Regions from separate parts of the Mus musculus genome. Here regions 2 and 3 are each linked to region 1. The links are chromatin contacts, called in public HiChIP or PLAC-seq and Micro-C maps. All regions are on one chromosome and are shown on one strand. The core of a region is the stretch at or near the end of the contact, and the rest is flanking DNA. Distances in the headings are between cores, read along the strand shown.

What was found. A called contact is a pair of places that touch in the nucleus more often than the background predicts. HiChIP or PLAC-seq counts read pairs in DNA pulled down with a chosen protein or histone mark.
Region 2: an H3K4me3 HiChIP or PLAC-seq map of craniofacial prominence shows a contact between it and region 1, with 2.6 times the contacts expected there. The contact joins the enhancer-like site here to the promoter of Foxe3 in region 1. A contact is called at or near these places in 7 of 39 promoter capture datasets (the 3T3-L1 cell line, the C10 cell line, the HPC-7 cell line and 4 more), 3 of 115 datasets of contacts at active chromatin or transcription factors (craniofacial prominence, embryonic hindbrain and microglia) and 2 of 9 other capture datasets (embryonic stem cells and liver).
Region 3: a Micro-C map of embryonic stem cells shows a contact between it and region 1, with 3 times the contacts expected there. The contact joins the promoter of Cyp4x1os here to the promoter of Foxe3 in region 1. A contact is called at or near these places in 1 of 39 promoter capture datasets (the HPC-7 cell line) and 1 of 484 Hi-C or Micro-C datasets (embryonic stem cells).

What each region holds. Positions count from the first base shown.
Region 1 is chr4:114,924,772-114,927,348 of GRCm38.p6, reverse strand. Foxe3 (forkhead box E3) reads left to right here and starts at 1,282. Exons shown (of 1, transcript NM_015758.3): 1 at 1,282-2,577. The coding sequence starts at 1,336. The coding sequence ends at 2,202.
Region 2 is chr4:114,719,544-114,722,120 of GRCm38.p6, reverse strand. The region is part of intron 1 of Gm33655 (a long non-coding RNA gene); the gene reads left to right. Among named protein-coding and RNA genes, the nearest start is that of Gm12829, 40 kb to the right of the region's middle. Within about 2 kb of position 1,285, at least 8 of the 459 cell types and tissues checked have an H3K27ac peak or open chromatin away from gene starts, as enhancers often do. A contact at or near this core is called in craniofacial prominence, where this site is marked.
Region 3 is chr4:115,132,562-115,135,138 of GRCm38.p6, reverse strand. Cyp4x1os (cytochrome P450, family 4, subfamily x, polypeptide 1, opposite strand) reads right to left here and starts at 1,307. Exons shown (of 4, transcript NR_131922.1): 1 at 733-1,307; 2 at 524-634; 3 at 175-239. It overlaps Cyp4x1 (cytochrome P450, family 4, subfamily x, polypeptide 1), which reads left to right and starts at 1,060. Exons shown (of 12, transcript NM_001003947.2): 1 at 1,060-1,338. The coding sequence starts at 1,162.

The DNA of each region.
Region 1 (2,577 bases), core at 33-2,532:
TGTACCTTGTGGGAGTCGAGGTATACTACTTTACCTCTCAGAGCACCTGTTCCCTCAGCCAAGAAACGGGGATAGTACTACCGCCCAGTGGAGCTTAAATGCCAGTGAAATACTATAAGTATTTACCAAATACAAAATGCTAAACAGTGGTAGCTGTGATTTGTTATCAGCTGTGTACAGGAGGGGAGTCTTTGAGCCCCATGCTTGAATTTGGATTTTGCATCCTTGGCTACAGGCCACCTGAATCTAGCTTTGGGCATCTGCACTAGACTAGCAAATTAGAGGGCAGGTCCGAGCCCTCTCCTCTCGAGGTAAGGGATAAGATATGCTTCATCAGAGATGGAGTCTGATGGGTGCCCAAATTTTCTCAAGGGCTGGCTGTACTCACAAGACCTTGGCAGTAAGTGCCTCTGGGACTTGTCACAGTAAGACCTTCTCTTGTCTCTGTGCTCCTTGCTCTGCCTCTACTTCCCTTGATCTTGTCAGTCTGCCTGCTTTAAGAACAAGGCTTCTCCGCCTTTGGCTCTCTCTGTGTGCTGGTGGGGCATTTTAACAAAAACTCTCCCCTCTCTCTACCCACTGATAATGCTACATCAGAAAGCAGTTCGCTCAGCCCTGCCTTCAGTGGAAGCATGTGGGGGGGGGTATGCGCCTTTTGGGGGGGAGAGGTGGAGTTATGTATGTTTGAAACAAGTTTCCCTGGAGTCAGGGATGGATAAGGATGAAGGGGGTGCAGCAGGGAAAGGAGTTAGGGCTTCTAAACATTTTCCCCTGCAACAAAGGCAGCCTGGTTCTGCGCTGTCTTGCTGTCTTCCATCATCTTCACTCTGGTTCTCTGCTGTCCAAAGGAGCCTGATGCCTCCCTGACCAGCTACATAGGATGCCTGAGGCTAGCAAAGACTGCTGGAGCGGGAACTAGAAGCATGGGGAAGGCTAAGGGGGATCTGACCTCTACAAGGCACAAAATGGGGAGAGGGCAGTAGAGTGTGCTGAATGGGTGTGTTTGTAATTGGGGTTGACCCAAAGGGGCGGGGGTAATGGGAGCAGTACTACCAAATACCACGGGATGGGGATGGGGCCCAGAGACTGACTCAGGGATGAGGGAGGGTCTGAAAAAAATTGACCCAGAGGGACTAGACCAAGGGAGGGGGAGAAACAGAGGTGGGCTGCCAGCCCGGGAAGGGGGCTGGGAAAGCAAATTAGAGGGCAGGTCAGGGCCCTCTCCTCGGGAGGTGGGAGTGTGTGTGTCCATATAAGGCGAACCTGCGACCCCCGCTCTCCGGGGCGCGAGCAGGGACTCCGCATCCCTAGGACCCCCACCCCCACCCCCCGCACATGGATGCGCAAGTCGCTTTCTCGGGCTTCCCGGCCTTGCCCTCGCTCACGCCGTCCGGGCCGCAGCTGCCGACGCTGGCGGGAGCCGAACCGGGGCGCGAACCGGAGGAAGTGGTGGGCGGTGGGGACGCCGAGCCCACGGCCGTGCCTGGCCCGGGGAAGCGACGGCGGCGGCCACTACAGCGTGGGAAGCCGCCCTACTCATACATCGCGCTCATTGCCATGGCCCTGGCGCACGCTCCCGGCCGCCGTCTAACGCTGGCAGCCATCTACCGCTTCATCACCGAGCGCTTCGCCTTCTACCGCGACAGCCCGCGCAAGTGGCAGAACAGCATCCGCCACAACCTCACCCTCAACGACTGTTTCGTCAAGGTGCCGCGCGAGCCGGGCAATCCGGGCAAGGGCAACTACTGGACGCTCGATCCCGCGGCCGCTGACATGTTCGACAACGGTAGCTTCCTGCGGCGCCGCAAGCGCTTCAAGCGCGCTGAGCTGCCCGCACCGCCGCCGCCGCCGCCGCCCTTCCCCTATGCGCCCTTCCCGCCCCCGCCAGCACCCGCGTCCGCTCCGCCCGCGCGCCTCTTCCGCCTGGACAGCCTGTTGGGCTTGCAGCCTGAGCCGCCGGGACCCGTGGCGCCCGAGCCGCCTTGCTGCGCCGCGCCCGACGCCGCCTTCCCGCCCTGTGCCGCCGCAGCCTCGCCGCCGCTCTACTCGCCAGCGTCCGAGCGCCTGGGGTTACCCGCGCCGCTGCCCGCCCAGCCTCTCCTGGCCTTGGCGGGATCGGCCGGCGCGCTCGGGCCGCTCGGAGCCGGGGAAGCCTACCTGAGACAGCCGGGCTTCGCGCCGGGGCTGGAGCGCTACCTGTGAGTCGCTTTCCGCTGCGGGAGCGCCTGGTGGAGCCTTCTGCCCCGGCCTGCGCTGGAGCAGTGCGAGCTTGTCCGTGGTACCCGTACCCGCCCGCCCGCAGCGTGGCGCAATTCGCTGGGTCCCCGAGCCTTGCTTGGGGCTAAGCCTTCCCTGCCCTCCTCCATCCCTGGGGAGACCCTGGCTGTCTCACCACCAGACTGAAGCGCCCTCTCCAATTTGAGGTCTTTCCTCCCTTTACTTGTGCTCCCCACATAAGCACCCTTGCACTGCCAAATCCGGTGCTTTGGAACTCCAGCCCCAGCCCCAAATGTCCCTGTGAGTTCCAGTCTGTGGAAACTTTTCGTTCCAAGGCACCTCCTCCATCTCTGATGTTTT
Region 2 (2,577 bases), core at 36-2,535, 210 kb after region 1:
TGGATGGCACTGTTGTCCCGAAAGATGAGGAACTTGTACAACAACCAGTGCCTGTGAATTCAGAACCTGATTGGAATTGGGATGTTTGGGGTCTCAGATCCTGAGACGTGTTAAGGTGGCCAGGGTGTGTGGCAGCTTCTGGATTGCATGGCAAGAGAGGGGGAGGCTGGGGTTAGAGTCATGATCAGAAGCAGAGAGGCCTGCCACAGTCCCTACAGCAATAGAAGAGAAGGCATAGTGGGGACAAGGGCATCGGCCCATGTGATCCCTTCCAGCTGCCTGGAGCAGGGACTCCACCCAGAGGTGTTCAGTGTTCTGGAGAAAGGGTCTCCTTGCTATTCTAAGGCCCCGAAGTCCTTGGAGGTGCTGGTGTTCTCTTAGTACCTCAGGGTCCACAGTACCCTATTTAGTTTAGTTTGTCAGTAGATCAGGGGCAGAAATGGATCAGCTCCTCAGACTCCCCCTGCCAGGGAGTAAGCAGCAGAAAGCAGTTGCCAGCGTTGTGTCTCAGGGGAGCTCAGATTCCAGGCTTCACAGACAGGATGTCAGAACTGCAGCTGTGTTATTCCAAGGACCTGTGATTGGCTCACACCAGCCTCTTCCATCTTAAAACCCTCTCCATGTTTACCATATCTATGTAGATTGCAGCAGGCTAGGCCTGGATGGTCCCTCACCTGACACTGCTGTCCCTTCTTTCTCCATCTGATACTAAGGTGTATTAATGATTTAAGGAACAATTATCAGAAGGCCAACCTTCACATATCTGTGAAACACACTGGCTTCACCTTGGCCCATGTTGGCTCTGTCCTAAGTGTGCGTGGCCCACGTTTCTTACTCTCAATCACTGGAGGACTCCCAAGTGTGGCAGAGGCCATTCTTGACACTTCAACTCCCAAGGTGCTAGGAGCTTAGATCTCAAGCATCAGCCATGCCCAGCCCAAGAGTTCAGGAGGCACTAAAGGCCAGAAGAGGTTCCTGAAGATAACAACGTTACTGCAGCGCAGGCTGGGGGATGTCTGGAGTCTGTGCCAAAGCTGTTACCTGGGAGAAGGTAGCTGCAGCTCCCAAAGTATATGGCAGTGGGCTGGGCATGGACTCTGACAGGTCCCTAGCCTGTCCCTGCTGTCTCCTCTTTCTCCATCTGGAACTCAGGCTGTATTAATGATTTAAGGAACAATTATCGTGAGCCCAGGTTTCTTTTTACAAACCTCAGTATTCCATCCTGCAATGAGTTCCAGATGGCAGGAGCTCTCAGTGAGGGAACTGGCTCCTCGGAGATGGCCTTTCTCCTTCAGAGTGACAGCAGGCCATGAACAAGCCAGCCATCTCTCCAGCACTCCTGCCTTTACAAGCTACTCGACCCTGTTCCAGTTTGTTTAAAGCCTTTTTCTTTTTCTGTGCAGATGTTCCTTAGGGTGAGCAATCTTTACAGTTTTGAAAAGATTATATCAGTTTTCCATGATATTGAGTTTCTGTGTTTCTTGGGCTCCCCTCATTTTAATAGTAGCAGAAAGGCTAGATTCTTCATCAGACATCACTAATGGAATGTAGAAAGGGAGGCGGAGAGGACTAAGCCCTGGGCTCAGGGCACCACAGAAGGAAAACAGACACCCAATGCTCTCTTTCCAGGGGCGACTCTTCTGGTCAGGGAGCTGTGAAAAGTGCTAGGGCCATTCATTTTTCGATGATTATCAAAGGTGTTAAAATAGAGAAGGCGGCACATGTTTGGCTCCAGGGCTGGAGAGGCTGCCACACAGTTCTGCAGGCTCCAGCTGTCTTGAATCAAAACTATCACTTTGATACTGGAAAATTATTATGAAAATGTTAGTTTTGGGCCTTGCAGCACAAAGCAAAGACTGCCTGGAAGGCTCGGGGCGCTTCATTCACCATTTGTGTCAGCTCCAAAAATAACCTCTCCCAACTGTTGGAATTCACCTTTATCCAGGCTTAGAGGTGGCTCCATCCTGCCCTGCAGTCCACCATGAGGGGATAGAAGGGGTGGGAGGCCACTTCATCTTCAAGCTCAGCAGAGGCTGGGGAGGAAAGTCTTCCCTGAGGAGAGGGCTTAGCTCTGGGTTTTTGGAGGAGAAAGTGGATTTATCCAGGAAAACATGAGAAACGGGGACATTGGCATTTTCTGCGGGCCTGTTCTTGAGCAAGAGGTCTGTCCTGCACTTGAGGTTTGGAATGACCCCGTCACACCTGGGCCATGGTTCAAACCACAGTCACCTAATGTACTGTCCATTGACTAGGAGGGAAAAGAGGAAGAGTAGAAAGGACTCTGGAAGTGTGGGCATCTGGGGACAAGGAAGGAATGTCCTTTGATCAGTCTTCTGCCTGGCCATAGGAGTATCAGGGTGCTGGGGCCACTGCAGCCCTGGCAGGGGGCAGTTGAGGAGGAATTTGCTCTTCTAGACACTGGAGGATTTTAAAACAGGCACTACTTAAACTCTAAATTAATTTTTCATGCTCCTAGTCTCTTCATGGGCTCTCTTCCCAGAAAGGAAGAGGAGAGATCTAGATATTTACTGGCCTCTGTGTAAAGGAGACAGGAGAGACTCAGAGCCTCACACACCA
Region 3 (2,577 bases), core at 58-2,557, 210 kb before region 1:
GCATTCCTATCCTGGCTTAGGCCATTTGCTCAGTAGCCACAGGAGCATCCCAACCCCTCACCCTGTTGTTTATCAGTCAGCCAAAGGGAACCAGAGACCAGAGCAGACAAGACACAAGGCTGAGAGCAATCAGAACCCAGAGGATAGAGCAAGGAACTTCACAATCTCCAGTACCTTCACCGTGTATTCCCTATGAGAGACATGTCATGATAGGGCAGGGAGCCCCGCACAGGAAGAACCTGAAAGAAGAAGGTGAAAGTCTTACTAACACTAAAAAAAAGTGTAAAATATCAATACGTGGACCAGATGAAGCCATTTCCCCCTGGAGTCTGTGGTTACTGCTTCCCTGACCAAAAAATATTCTGTCTTCAGAGGTTGGGATGGGGACAGAGAAGTCAGGAGTGGGGACGTTGACAAGGAAGAAAATAGGGAGTTGGTAACTGAGATTTAATCTATTGTTCAGGGCTGTAACTCCAGCACTACCATAGGTCTGCCTTAGCATAAATAAATGGACTGATTGTACCTGAATAATAGAAATACTCTGTAGTGGTGCACCACTGTCTGTCTCTTCTCATCTCGGGGGTTTGGTACTCTGACACAGCTTGAAAGGAGCCACGGTGGACCTTGGTGCACTCTAGAAATCGGGATGAAGAACAAGGGAAAACATTCACATGCACAGTTTGGCAGGCCACACTGCACATGTATGGTGGCCATGCCCTCCTCGGCTCCCACCTAGTTCCTGTGGCTGCTCATAGATTTCCAGAGTGGGAAAGCAGGTCATTTCGCATAGCAGTTTATTTTCGTTCGTGACAAGGAAGAGAAATAATTACATCAGCCTGAGCATTATTTCAAAGTCTAAATTCAGATCTTCCGCGATTGGAAACTGTCAAACTTAAAATAAGACACTCCGCGAACGAAGTCTGTCTGCCTGAATCCAAGCGTGCACCAGCGAATGGATAGCGCAGACTGGAAATCCCGAAGGACCAGCATCTTCTTCCCAGGCAGGAGCTGCCCCTCCCCCACCTCAGTTACACCAGGGCTCACTGGGGAGGGGGCTGGGTGGTTCACGCCAGCTCCGGGCTGGAGAAAGCTAAGAGCTTCCCACCACCACTACCATATCCTCCACCCACCCACTGCCCGCCGAAAAGCGAGCTCAGAGTGATGGAGGCCTCCTGGCTGGAGACTCGTTGGGCGCGGCCCTTGCACCTGGCTTTGGTGTTCTGCCTGGCGCTGGTGCTGATGCAGGCCATGAAGCTCTACCTGCGGAGACAGCGACTGCTGCGCGACCTGAGCCCCTTCCCGGGGCCTCCCGCCCACTGGCTCCTGGGACACCAGAAGGTAGATGGAGGGAGGGGCGCAGCAGGATGCTGCCGAGGAAGCCAATAGCCTAGCCTCTGCTTCCATCCCTCCCATGCAGTTTTGAGCTATTCTAGGACTTCCAGCCTGGGGGATGGGGGAGGGTAGGGTGGCTCTCAGCTCCTCTGCAATACTAGGAACTCTCGCATTCCCCCGCGGAAGGGTTACTAGACAGGGAGGTTATTTGGGAAACGTGAATATTGTAAAAGAGCACTAGGTGTCAGCTCAGTCTCCAGTCGCCTTGGTATGTCTTCTGCGTGTATTGTTTAACACTCAGTGTGTTGCTCTAACTCATACTTAGTTGTAGAAAATGTTCAAAAGCGATAGCAATAGTTGACCCCTTGGTTCATTCAGGCCAGGAAAAAAAAAATGTCTTTTTAAAGCTTCCTGTAAAAGCGGGAGGGGCCGCACCCCATTGCTCTGCGGATACTGATTGCCCTATCACTTGCCATATCACTTGTTCCATGTCTCCTGTTTTCAAATCCACTTCCTACCCAGACTGATAAATTCTGTCAACACATTGGGAGTAGCAGCTGTGTGTGCTAAGTCCTAGGTCTACAAAAGGAAAGTGAGTCTTTTCCCTGACGGGCCCAAGTAAGGTACAGACTTGAGCACTAAGAGAAAATGAAAATCCTGGCTTGGAGGGATGGTGTGCCTCCTCCTAGGATCCCTGGGGGAAGAAAGAACCACTAGCTGTGAAGCGCCTGCACAAACTCTCCAGGAATGGGTGGGCTGGAAAGTCTGCCCTGGGGATTTTGCTCCTTGGCTTCCTCGACTATATTATATATATTATATTATTATATTATATCTCTGCCATGTATCATTTCCATGTGCCATGTGGTGACTCGAGGTCCCTTCAGATACACTCAGATGCACATAAACCATGCTCTCTTGTCTTTTCTTTCTCTCTTCCTTCCTTCCTTCCTTCCTTTCTTTCTTTCTTCCCTTCTTTCTTTCTTTCTTTCTTTCTTTTTTTCTTTCTTCCTTTCCCTCTCTCTTTATTCTCTCTCTTTTCTTTGTTAAAATGTTTTGATTGGGAGTTTGGATTTTAGGTTTGATGTGGACAGTCAATCACTATAGCCCAGGCTGTCCTGGAACTCACTATATAGCCCAAGCTGTCTTCAAACTTGCAGTGGTCCTTCTACCTCTGCCTCCCAAGTGATCACAGTCATGAACCATCATGCTTAGTGACCGAATTTTCTTCCTTCATTCATCCAGCAG